2 separate regions of the Dromaius novaehollandiae genome follow, and region 2 is linked to region 1. The links are chromatin contacts, called in public Hi-C maps. All regions are on one chromosome and are shown on one strand. The core of a region is the stretch at or near the end of the contact, and the rest is flanking DNA. Distances in the headings are between cores, read along the strand shown.

Region 1 (6,763 bases), core at 3,764-6,263:
CTGCAGCCCTTCCCTCAGCAAAGGCATTTTTTATTAGTTTCTGTTCTGCTGCCAGATAAGATCCCCTTCTAACGAACCTAGCTAAAACAAGACAGCTTCAGAAGCTATTAGAGGGGAAAGATGGACAGGATCATGCAGTCTTTGCTTCCTTCACCAAACAAGATATTGAGTCTATGCTGATCTGGAAATAGCACTACAGCAGCAGTCCTCAAGAGCTCTATTTAGCAACAGAACACAGACCACCACTGTTCTAAACAAACTGTCGATCTCATTTGTTCATAGCTAATTGGATTTTTCTTCCCTCCTGCTGAAGTAGTCTTAACAGAGTGTTTCCTTTACAAAAAAACTAAACCTCCATATCCCAGAACTTCCACACCAACGAAAGAACTATCTCAAATCAAGAGCAAAACTCAGTACTTTAAGGTTGCAAAAGATCTAAAGACTCCATTTTTAAAAATACCATTAACTAAATTGTGTGAAGCATTAAAGTGATATATATCAAAACAGAATCACACCTCTGACCAATGCTGTCAGCATCAATACTAACCAAGGGCTTTACTCTACAGTAACTGCCAACATATATTTTCTTTCCGCATCCACATTTACAGGTTACATTCAATAGGTATCTTTATCCCTTTAGCTAATCTATCCGAGACCTACATCTCTTTTATTAAAGCTCTCAGATAGCTTAACATAAATCTGACCTCTGTTTTTATCTCTTGACAAATAATGAAATCATTACTTTAAGAACTTTTGGGGCCACAGCAGAAATCCATCTGACCCAGCATCCTCTCTCCAAGGAATGGCCAAGTATGACAAACCCACAAGAGTGGGCCCTTCCTTCATGGACCTTCTCAACAACTGGTGATTTAAGGACATCCAGTGTATCAAAGTATTCTGCCACCAATGACTTTTCAGGCTGTTGAGGTCCTTCAGAGTTCATTTATATTTTCACAGTGTAGAAATAAAACAACTGTCATGCACGCATATTCTCCGTACAAATAATGATTTCACACACTTCATACCTCACAAGTTTATCCTATTTTACTTAGCCACTTCTTGCATAGAAAGTATCCCATAACTCTGATCTTCCTGTGGCCCCTGTCTGTAGCTATTACTAGTTCTGTATCATTTTTGAGATGGTGTTACTGGAACTGCACACAACATTCAAGATGTACGCAATGGCAATCTACTTTTTTTTCAGTTTTCTATTCCTAGTAATGCCTTATAGTCTACTTGCCTTTGTAACTACTGCTACACATTTCAGAGTGGTAGGCACAGCAAGAGGATATCTTTCCCACCAAGTTAATTTTTTGGATATTGCTCAGTTCTTACTGTACTTTAATATGCTCTGTGAATATGATCCTTCCCTGTCCACAGGGTGGAGGGAAGCCTCTTTCAGCCTTTAAGAGTACAAGCCAAAAAATAAACATGTAGCCTTTTCTCATTTTCCACTCAAAGTGTTTTCAGAGTAGCACCAATGTATTTACCCCCTTTGAAATCATGAGAAAGAGCTAAAGAACAACCAGCATAAGAGCACTATAATTCTGGTATATTAAAGCCGCTGGAAACCTTCTGTATTTGAACTGAAGAGTGCTTATAAAGGAAATCAATGGAAAATCTGCATTTTGCTGCTCGATCCTTGCACCTGTATGAGAACAGCACAATTTCCAGAGATACTAACAGCTACAATATTTAATTCCAGGAAAGGGCTAGGAATGATTCCAACTGTACATGGATATGTATTTTGGGAGCATAAATTACATCTCCAATTCAACTCCAATACACTAAGTTTACAGACATATATATATACATACACACACACATACACGCATACATACATATATACACACTTAACAGGTAGGCTATTGTCTAGAAGGCAGGAGCAAATAACTAGCTCTGCTTCCTGTTCCAATTACATTTTTAGAAGAGCTTAGTCACTGCATCTAGATTTTAGATGCCCTGTCTCCAAAAGTTAAATTTACAGCTATTTGCAAATAACATTTGGAGGTTACTATCAAAAGCCAGCATGCTAACCACAGAGGGAGCCCTCTAAGCTAGAGACACAGACAGTAGCTGTACCTTAAATTACATCCCTCACTGGTATTTAGAGCCCAAATGCTGGACTGTAAAATGCTTCATTTAAGTTTTAATACTGCAACTGTAAAGCCTTTTTCCGTTTAAACGTTTTTTCCTCAAAACTGAGCTGGAGGAGATAAAAAGTATTAGTCTACCTGCCTTTAAAATGATAATCTCACATATATGTGTGTGTATACACACATACAATTTCTGCATTAAAACACTTCATGAAACATGCATGAAGATCAGAGAACACAACACAAGCTTCCCCATTTTTACCTGCACACCCCAACTGCTATATCATGAAGTCATTCTCTCAGAAGTCAAGAACTGTGTCCCTCTTGTCCTCAGAAAAGCTTATTAAACTGACTGAGGAATGCTTCATGTGAGGTGGGTAACACAAGTCTGAACCCACTCAGAAAAAATAACAAAATAAATAAATTCCTCTCCAAATGTGAATGTCTTGAAATTAGAAGAGGTGGTGGGCTACCACCTTCCATCTTGTTTCCAAATGTAAATGGCCACTTCTGCTTTGTGTATGCAATCTGATTGCATAAGGGAGCATTAGTCATGCTCCCAGTTCACCTATGGCTTTTAGTACCGCACATGTTTGGTGGGAAGATATAGTCAGTGGCTCACAGGAGAACTCTGCAGGAGCACAGGACTGAGCTACTAAGCAGCAATAGTATATAACATCTCTGAATGTGCACACAACAGAAATACAAGGTAAGGGAGTAGCTTACATTTTTGGACTCAAATGAAAGTCTGGTGAGTATTCTATCCTTATAGATCAACCCATAGGAAAGAGTTCCACTGCTTCAGACATTGTAAAAAATACATATATATGTGTGTGTGTGCGCGCATGCATGTATATATATTTACCCAATTTTATTTACCTTAAAATCATTAGGATCTGAGTTTATGCTGTTTTACTACAAAAGTATGGCTATTTTGAATGCAGTTGTCAGCAAGTCAGTGTTAGCAAGCATATTTGTTACTTTTCTAAACCAAGTGTCCTTTTGAAAATAAGTGATTATGTTAAATATGACTACAAGGTGGCATTAAAAAAGCCTACATACCCATGACAACTTGGCCATCTCCTCTGAAGCACCTGTGTCAACTTTAAAATATTATGCATGCCCTCAAACTCTGACAGAAGAAGCTTTTTTTTTTTAAATAAGCTTACATACAACATTGGGACACTATAAGATACACTTCAGCTTTATTTTTTAACTCCAGCTTTTATTCTCCTTGACTGTGAAGTTTTAGTTCTAAACAACATAATGGTCGTTTTCCTTTTCTGGTTTTATTATAACATTATTTGCATTGTGCCAGATATACAAAAAAGATACTACTATTCATTCACTATTCGTTGTCTACCTCAATTTCTTTAGTTAATGGGGCTTCATTGCCACTGATTATCAGCAATTAAACCACTATTCTGAACACTACTTATATGAAAAGGACATATTACCTAAATGACTGCAGTGATTTGATCCATAAAATACACATTCTCCAACACATCAAACAAGTACACTTCCCCCGCCTTACAATTAATCTTCGTCCCATTAGCTTACTGGAACTAATCAGCGCTGTCAATTTGAGCACGTGTGTTCATAAAACATGTTTTCTAGCCCAAAGGGAAAGCTTCCTTACAACACAAAGCAATCCTGCTATCAAATGGACCTTTGATATAAGGTTCAGTTCTGAGAAATAGTGAGAAACCTCTCATGACAGCAGCATGGCTAAGTTTCAGGTATAAATGACTTTCAGTTTTTATAAGTATAATTAGAAAAAGACACTCGAAGGTCTCATTCTCTTGGATCTTTGCTGTTAAGTCTACCTCTGAACACAGCCTCCCAGAGAACATCTAAAATGATAAACATATAAGAATTATAGCAATGCATTCACCACAAAGTTCTGTCTTGAATTCATAATTACCTTGAAACTTCAGATACTGCCCATTACCATAAGTTATCTCATGAATGATAAGCACTCTTTTTTCCTTATTGAAAACAAGATCAACATTCAGATGTGTGTTGGCTATATGCTGGCATTAGTTTCCCCAGAAGTTCACTTAAAATTAACAGGAGAACTATAATCCATTCAGCAGATACTCTTCAAGTTCAACGTGCAGCTGGGGAAGTTAATTGTAGTTTGGGAAAGAGTGTAAGCGTTAAAGTAAAGTGAAACAGACAAGGCAAGGTATTAGTTCATCACAGAAACCATCTCCACTTCCCTATGCGAAATCCACTCTCGTCTTTTCCTGCCTGTTCAACGAGGAACAAACCAGCTACTCGCACACTCTGCCCCATTCGCGCCCGCCTTAGTGAGTATCGCGCCAGCGCCCGCTCCTGCCGGCAGCGGCGGCACCCCAAGCCCTTTCCCCACGGCTGGCGGGCCCTTCCCCAGCCCCCGCCCCTGCCCGGCCTGAGGGGCCGCGGGGCTCGGCCGGGCCCCCGGAGGCCGAGGAGAGGGGGAGGGCGGCCAAGGCCGCGCCCCGCGCACCTCGTACTCGCGGATGTTGTTGGAAGTGACGAAGATGCCGATGCCGATGGGGATGAAGATGAGGCCGATGACGAAGAAGGCCGGCAGCACCGTGCCCGCCGTCAGGATGGGCTGCCAGGCCGGCAGGCGCTGCTGCTTGAACGCCGTGTTGTCGGGCTTGCGGGTCTTCACCGCCCCGCCGCCGCCCACGGCGCCGCCGCCCGCCACCCCGCCGCCGCCGCCCGAAGGGTGCCCGTCCACCTCCTCCTTGGCGCTGTAGTTCACCGCCATGGCGCCGCCGCGCGCTGCCACCGGCCCCGCCGGCGACGCCAACAACCCGCGCCGCACGGGGCCCCGCCGCCGCCGCCGCCGCCGCCGCCGCCGACACGTGACCCGCCGCCGCCGCGCCTGCGCTCTCAGCCGCCGGCGGGGGAGGGCGGCAGGCGCGCGACTGACGAGCAGAGCGAGGCGCGCAGCTGATGACGCACCCCATCGGCCACGCCCCCTCCCCGAGGGGGGCCGAGAGAATGGCCGCTCCCAGCTGCGCATGCGCAAGAACGGAAAGACCGGCGCGGGGGGAAGAGCGTCTTGTGTATGCGCGTTCCCCCTTGTTTGGAGCGTCGGGGGGGGGGCGCAGAGCGCATGCGCAGCGCTGAGGGCAGCCGTGCCCGCGGGCCGGGGGCCGCCATCGTCGAGCGGCGGGGCGGCGGGCCGCGGCCTTGTCACCCACCAGGCGGCCCAGGTCCCGCGTCGTCCCCATCCATCCGAAGGGTGGTGCTGGGAGAGGGCAGCATAATCCTGCATCAAGTCTGCATCGGAACTGAGAGATTAACCTCAGTTTCCTACTCATAAACAGCAGCAGCATCATTCTTACTGTGGTGGTGGCTGATGGATCATCTGTCAACTCTTAGCAAAGTTACACAAGCTAATCTGAATAAAGCTCTTCACACCAACAGTCGCTTTATGGGAGTTACTTTGCATTAAGTTTTCTCTTTAGAAATAGAACTGTAAGCTGCGCAAAGCTGCCCATCGTTGTCAGACAGTGGTGTGTGAGTGAACCAGTCCTGGCGCTGAACGCAGAAAGCACAGTTTCTGTCAGCGTTGTTTCTTTGTATTTCCTTGAGGAGCTAATCCTGCTTCTGCTCAGCTGCTCCTATTAAGCAGTCACCTTACAGAAAGCATTGCGGGATCATGTATTTGTGTCCCAGAATATCTCTTCTGGCATCACTCAAGCTAATGCTGCATTGAAAGTCCGTATCTCTCGCTCTGCCGGTGCTTTTATTTTAAAAGTTGGTTTCATAAAGACTGTGTAGGACAACACAGCCAAAGCCCAACAAGTATTTATGTATTTGTATAATTTTAGTAAACATTCTGATTGAAATTATTGAATTAATTTTATAAGCATGTAGTCCGATCTAAGACTTTTTACACACACGGGGGAACAGTCGTCGTAAAATACATGCCTGTATTTTAGTTGTCCAGAGATTGAAAGTATCTCTAAAGACCACTGGAGGGAGTAGTTGGCTACCTAACAGCTCCTTAGGCTTGCACAAATGCAACCTCCCTCTAGAGACTGGAAAAGTCTTCCCTCTCTTTGCAGACTGCATAGGAAATTTGGACACTTTTAAAAAACATATAGCATTGAAGAGTAAATTTGTTTCCTAAATAACTATTTAGAGTTCAGTTAGAGAAAAGTAAATCATATTCCTCTGGCATCTGTGTTACAACTATATATTATTCCTAATTCACCCTTTCCCTCATCTTCTAGTGGGCCTTACCTTCTGCTGTCATTCCCCCTAGCTAAGCCGTCGTTCCTGTTATCGCCCTTTTCTTTATTATCTTTCATTTTCTATTATCATCTTTCAGTTCTTGTAGTAACTTTTATTCCTTCAGCCTCCCAGAAAATCCAGTGAGGTGCCGACTGGGATTCTTGGAAACAACGCTGCTGGTAAACTTGTGCTGTGAGATGTCAAGTTTCTCTGGCAGCAGGATGACCTGGTGGCAGTATGAGGCAGGTGGAAACCTCATGACTGCTGCCTGGTACAAGAGGACTGGCAAGGAAGGCCACATTAAATTCATGAAGATGAAAACGTGTTCCTGAAGAGCCAAACCCTGTACTTCAAGGATGGCATGGCAGACATGCAGGTTTTACAAAGAGCTTGAAGAGGTCTTCAAATGCCAAATGCGCCTCTGACCC
Region 2 (6,882 bases), core at 485-2,984, 140 kb after region 1:
CCTGTGGTCATGCTTACCTGGCTAAAGCCAGTATAAACAAGTAAGGGCATAGCACAATACACTAAAACCTCTAGGAAGCACCTTGGTTATCTCAGGAAAGTTTAAAGAGCCAGATCCAAGCCTTATTTACATCAGATCTTTATAGAGAACATTACATCATATTCAGTATCATATTCAGTATATATAAAAAAGCCAGGAAAAAAGTTAAGGTGTCTCAGAAAGAATTACATCTAGTAACAGACAGACTTATCATGCTACACTACATTTGTGTGTATAAGTCCCAGTATACTGTATAATGGATGTTATACCAGTGTACTGACTTGTGTATAGTGAATAAATGTGAGGGGGAGAAAAAACAGATTGTTTATGATACCAGTATTTGAATGAGACTTTATTGGGTTAATCATAAAAAGAATAAAAATCTAAGTATATATATTTTTTATACCTTCTGCTCACATATCCTAATGATAAATATTAAAAGTTTAGAGGATGGAAAGCTTCTTCCTGTACTGATCCACTGAAGACTTTGCCTGCTGAGGCATTCACTAAAAAGGCTGCTTGCAGACTTTGACAGCCTCCTGGATCTGAAAGATGTACAAACTACAATTTAAGATTTCCACGTGATGTATCTCTCCACTTCCTAATAGTACCAATACCAACAGACCATATGAGCTAAGTATCACCCAACTGTAGTTGTCCTGAAGACTCCTTAATTCAGAAAAAGTATGTAGCTGCTACTGGAAAACAACATCCCTTTTCTGTTGGCGGACCTGTCAGATACCATACACAGAGCATGATAGTCATTTGACTGGCATTTCTTGTTCTCCTACTACTGTACTTGCAACTCAAGGATCAGCATTTGCCTGTCACAGCTGGGCAAACTGTGTGCTGTGGGCTGCCTTGTCCCATGAAACCAGCTGCACTTTTGCACAATATCTATGAAACAAGACTTATAAATAATTAAAATCAGCATTTTTATCAAAATTCTCCAGAAATTTAGAAACTAAATTTGCCCTCCTTTATAAAGATGAACAAATGAGAATTATATGCCTGTTCAGAATTGGTCAGAATTGAGGTCATCACTAATAGGACAAGCCCTTGGGCTATAGGCATTGTCTGCAGAACCATGGCATTTGAAAACTTGTTTCTCATGGATATTTTCTCTCATCATTAAGCCATCATAGCAACTAGTAAACTGAATAGTCTGTGTTAAAAAAGTCCCAGGGGTTGTAGTAGTCTTGGTAGAAATAAACTGACAGTGCAAAATTTGGATCTGAGACTGGGTTTCAAGCACACTCGAGTTCATGAATAATCAGTTCTAGGAGCTAGTCCCGTTCTAAAGATGGGAAACATTTGCAAAATTCCTAACTGGAAATGACTGTCAGACTTCATCAGGATTTGGAGTTATTCATCTCCAGAGTTTTAACTGAAGCCCATGTATAGCTGTAAGTCAAGGCTGAAGACAAATGGAGGAACTGAAGAAGAAGCCATATACTGTGTGAGTGCATTGCGCTTACAATGCCTTTGTCATTTGTCCCCACTTCTAGTATTACTACATTTTCCACAGATATCATTTTAAATGTGTATTTACTGCTAACGTGAGTTAATCTAGTGATTACTAGCATGCTGTTGCAAAAACAATACTCAATTTTCATATTTTGTGTCCTGATCTTGCAGTGAGACCATTAAAAGTTGCATGAACCTTTTTTACTGCTTCTTGAAAACAACAAGATTTCCTGTAGTGCAGTAATGCCTATAGGTTTTCACGTTCTCTGTATATGTTGTTAGAATTCTGTGCCTTCCTATACTTTGTAAGTGACTACATGATGCCATCTAGTGGCTTAGGCTTCCTTTCCTGTGAAAAATAAGTTTTGATTACAGGCAGTTTGTCACTCAGTAGGTCTAACTAATTATGTGGCTTGTGACCAAAACCATCATACTTACAACCTGCGTATTTAAAATAAACTGATCCTCTAAGCTTAAAAATTTTAAAGCTTATTATTATCCATTTATAACAGGCACAATAAATAATTAATTATTTAGACTAAGGACAAATACACGGTACACATTCTCATGACATATGCAAATGTATTTGGGCTATTAGTGAAAGAAAGCATAAGGTGCATAGCAAAAAAAAAAAAAAAAAAGAATATGATTATATGTTTTATATGTTTATAACTTAACAGGGGCCTCTTCACACTTAACAAACATGCTCCACCTGTGGAGGTCACACCTCACTGTCAGTGCAGAATAAGGCCACAATGACCCTCATTCTAGTCACTGTAAAGCAAGATGAATCACAGGGGCTCTTTAATTCTATTGGATGTGTTATACCTCCAAACATTACACAGTTCTTTTGGAAATACACCCTTTCATACCAGGCTCTAAATGCCTCCATTTTACCAGCTATCATTACATTGAAAATGGGTTTCCAGCTTCACTGTTGTTGGCTTCATCCATACTGGTAAATATGACCATGTGACTCTCCTTTACCTTCCAAAACAGCATGGCTGCATCCAGACTGCCTACCGGGAGTAATTCCTGGCCTGTGCTCACCTGAACCGATCTTGTGCATCATCTAGGAAAGTGTTAGTTGGCACAAGCCAAAACTGCCCTAGGGTCTGCTCTAATTAACTGCCCTAATTAACTGTATAGCCAGTCATGTGTCAGTGCTCAGGCCCATATTCTGGACCAGTTTAATTTACTAGTAAAGAAGTATTCTCTCTTTTTTCATAGCTGTTCTTTCAGCTAAGTCCATAAAGCTGAGTCCCTACTGGACACCTGCCAGCTTGGTAGGTACACAACCATCTGATATTCTGAGAGATGGGACAGCCTGTTCAGAAATAGGTAGCTATTTCTGATGCAATACATCATATTTCACACTGGAATGGAAAATAAAGGTTTATGAATATTCTAGCAGCATTACACTAACTTTCTTAGGCCTACAGCACAACCACAGTGTCGCTGGGCAGCAGGGTTCCTGTTTTAGAGACTTCACTCCTCCGAATTGAAATTTAGGCACATGGAGCATTTCCTATTATGTTTCCAAGGCAAAACTACTTACAAGTGGACATTTTTTCATAGTTCATGTATACTGATACAGTCCTGAACACATGACCTACATCCATTTCTCATTACCCTTTCTTAAGAAGTTGTCAAGTTGTCAACACTTTTGATCTTAGGTCATCATGTAAAAGAAGGTGGATAAAATGAACCATACACACTTCTCATAAAAATAATTCAGAAACTCTTTTCTCTTTTCCCAGCGCACCCTGCGTTCTCCACAGAGATCCTGGAGGAAGCAGTTTCGATGCTCTGCTACATGATGTTTCCCAAACAGCCTTTTCAGTCTAACCTTTCATTTTAGGACAGTGAGCTGCTAGCCACTTTCGCTGCAAGACTGTGTAGAATATAAAACGCGTATTACCCTTTTCAGTTTGCTGATGTTTTTTCTAAAGACTACAGTTCTCATTCAGCTGTGTGCCCTCTTCCTTTTTGTAGAAAAGTATAATCTGTTGCTATGAGATCAGTAAGACAGTGATAAAGGATACATTCCTAAAAATAAGATAGAATTTATATTATTTAATTTTTTCTAAGTGTAATAAGTATCTCACTATCATATATCTACATATATACTACAAATGTATATTTCCATATCTATCTCCAATAAATCCAAGTAAAACAACTTAACCATAAACAATGGCATATATGACATCAGGTCTTCTTCCATATTGCGTTCAGATAATATTTTAGAAGATATTAAGTAATAGAATCAATTTATCCATTCAATTAAGCTTCAAAATTAAATTTCTAACATTTTTATTCAAGGAGTACTCTAACATAAAACTAAAGAACTCTCTTACCATAGCCTTTGTCACAGTATTCCAAAAGTTTCTGGGCATTATCCTTTGTTATTGATCAATGTTAAAGAGAAAAGATCAGACATACATCCCGAATGATGTTTTAAAGTGCATAGAGAGTAAAAACTCCATTCACACCGAGAAAGATTTTGTAGAGTGCCCAAGTGAAATCTGCAAACAGAGTGTGCTGAACGTCTGCCATCTGGTCTGTATCATTGGTTAGATTCTAGAAAGTATCTTAGAGTACTTTCATTCTGTGTGAGTGTGGGATGTTCTGCCCACAACATTATGCATATTTTCCCCTTACATAATGCCCTGGATACGATGAATAAGGTCAATACATACTAGATTTATCAGTAGGAGTAACAGCAGCAAGCAATACATATTTGGCATAATTCATTTCTGTTTTTTTCATTAGCTGTTACCATGGGGTACTTTAAAACAGGAAAAATATACATAATAATTATGCAAATTTAAATAATGCTGCTTTGATGCAGAAAAAGGTAAAGGCAAGTTGACATCTTGTTCTTTTAAAAATAGAGCATAAATTTCTACAATAAGGCTTTTAAATTTTCTTTTGACCTTAGTACAATCACCACTCTGTACTTCATCCCACATACCTCTGACCTGAAACTGAGAACAGATATCTAAGGTATTTGCCTATTTGTATCAAATGCTGCCATCTGAATATATATGAAGATATAAGCCCATTTAAATAATTCACATTTGAATTTGGCATCACAACTAGGCCAAAGTCTCTGCATTTAATATGACAATCATTTTAATCAAACATCAATTCCTTTAACAAAACTTCTATCACTATACACACACACACACGCATATATGCAAACTATATATATACATATGTACCCATATAGTATGTGGCATTACTAACCAAGGTTGTTTGACAAATCCCATTCTAAGATCCTGTCTTTCATTTCCTATAATTTTCTCAAACCCTAAACATTTGAGTTGAAATTTTTTGTTTCAGGTGCAGGTTATTTTTATTTGGTTTGAGGTTTTTTCATTTCAGCAAAAATTTCTCAACCACCTTCTAGCAAAAATTTATTACAACCCTGCTAACACAAAGGTAAATTTTTCTTTATCTTGTTTTACATAAGAGACCTGATACTTCCGAAGGTGGGTTGCTTTCACAGTGTAAAACACCTATTCATGATCAACTTGTAACCTTCTGAACTGTCTTATTTTGCACGTGCTTCAGAGGCATATACTTAGAACTTTGCCTGCTTGCTAGAGTTTGGAAGATAATTTCTCTGAAGATTCTGCCTGTATATATTACCCTACATGCTGGGACATAGAAAAAAAAGCATTTTGCTGAAATCCACCCCTGAAATTCAGTTAGGCTTACCTTATATCCTCATCTGTCTTCCTTTTGTGTTCTTTTAGCCAGGAATCACTGGTGACATTTCTATCATATGTGGACAGAACAGGAAGATATTGTTATTTTTCTCCTATTACCTATTACCTATTACCAACTTTTTAAATTAATATTTATTATGTATTTATTTTACCACAGTCATAGGTATTTAAAAATGAGACATTCTTTAGTACATATGTTCTGAAAATACTTGCTCAGACAAAGTCATACAGTGCATGTCTCAGCATGAGAAATTTTCTCATGCTACAACAGAATATAGGGAAAATTTTAACTGAAATGCAGATTTGGATTTTATTTACAGCATACAGTAAATTCAATAGCTTTATTACCGTTTTTCTGTAACACGCAAGACAAAGCTTGTTTTTTTCATTTTCTAGATCAAAATTCAGGGTATCCTTTTATGGCTCATTTGAGTCAGGCTAGTGCCTATGCTAAGTGTTTAACGTCTCGAGCAGGGCCTTATCTTGAAAAATCTGTGAGCTGGAGCTATCTTCCTCTGTGGATATGTATGTAAACATACTGAGGCCCAACCATAATAAAAATGACAATGTATACTGCTATTCTGAATATCAAAAAAGGAAACTTAGAAAGTTACGTTTCAGCAGAGAATGAAAAGCTTAGAATGATTGGAATTGACAGAAGAGGGAAAGAGGACACACAGGAAATGGGCACTATTCAAGTTAAATTGGTTTACATCCTCAGATTGAGTGCACTATTGAGTCATGTCATTGGCAAACAAACACAGAGGGATACAGTTTGAGCAAAGAATCTACTGTATGTAAAGTAAAAAGTAAAAGAATAAAGATTTGATTTTAAGAACGGGGTTTATTTGTGGAACTAAATTACTCCCTTTTTAATTTACTTTCATAAATAAATTTTATTTTTAAGAGGTACTGCACACAATTATCACATGAGTACCAGAAACTGTGAAAGAGTTAGAAGTTTTGGAAATAAGCTTTAATGAATCATATGTTTTCCATTTGCATTTATACATTATAAAAGTTATAAAAGTGACAATATCTAACCATTTGCAATGTGTTGACTGAACACTACATGAGTAGTGAGAGAAGTGGAGTGGAGAATCCATTGTACTATATTTTTAATTTTAATTCTTGAATTAAAAAGCTACAAAAAATATTTGGCAAGTCCAGTCTCACAGAGCAAGCATTCATTCTGTGATTGAAATATTTAAATAAAAACCTCATCATTCAATATCGACAAGAAAATCAAACCGTATGCAACAAGGCATTTCAAGATTTCTCAGATGATCAGTCCGAACATGTCTTCTTTTGTAGATGGCTACTGCTGACTATTAGAATAAACTGATAAACTTGAACAGTACTAATCTGCCCCCTTGTGACAGACTAAGAAAAAATGTTAGATCAATAAAATCCTGGAGTACTTATATTAAAAAAATTGATTGAGAATTCAGGAAGTGAAACTGAAATGAAAGTTGGCCTAAGCTTTTTGATGCTGTTGTGAGAAAGCAGCCTCACTAAATGCAGTCTGCTAAAAGTCCACTAAAAAGCACCTACTAAGTGCCAGCCATAGAAGAGCTCTGTCATCAATAGTGCTATACCTGCTGATGTCTTAAATTAACTTGGGCTATTTTCATCTTAACAT

The links. A called contact is a pair of places that touch in the nucleus more often than the background predicts.
Region 2: a contact with region 1 is called in a Hi-C map of liver, with 13 times the contacts expected there. The contact joins the enhancer-like site here to the promoter of TMEM30A in region 1. A contact is called at or near these places in 3 of 4 Hi-C or Micro-C datasets (brain, liver and ovary).

Annotation. Positions count from the first base shown.
Region 1 is chr3:35,289,271-35,296,033 of bDroNov1.hap1, forward strand. TMEM30A (transmembrane protein 30A) reads right to left here and starts at 5,014. Exons shown (of 7, transcript XM_026102282.2): 1 at 4,588-5,014. The coding sequence starts at 4,857.
Region 2 is chr3:35,427,602-35,434,483 of bDroNov1.hap1, forward strand. No RefSeq gene overlaps it. Among named protein-coding and RNA genes, the nearest start is that of SENP6, 18 kb to the right of the region's middle. Within about 2 kb of position 1,735, at least 1 of the 2 cell types and tissues checked has open chromatin away from gene starts, as enhancers often do.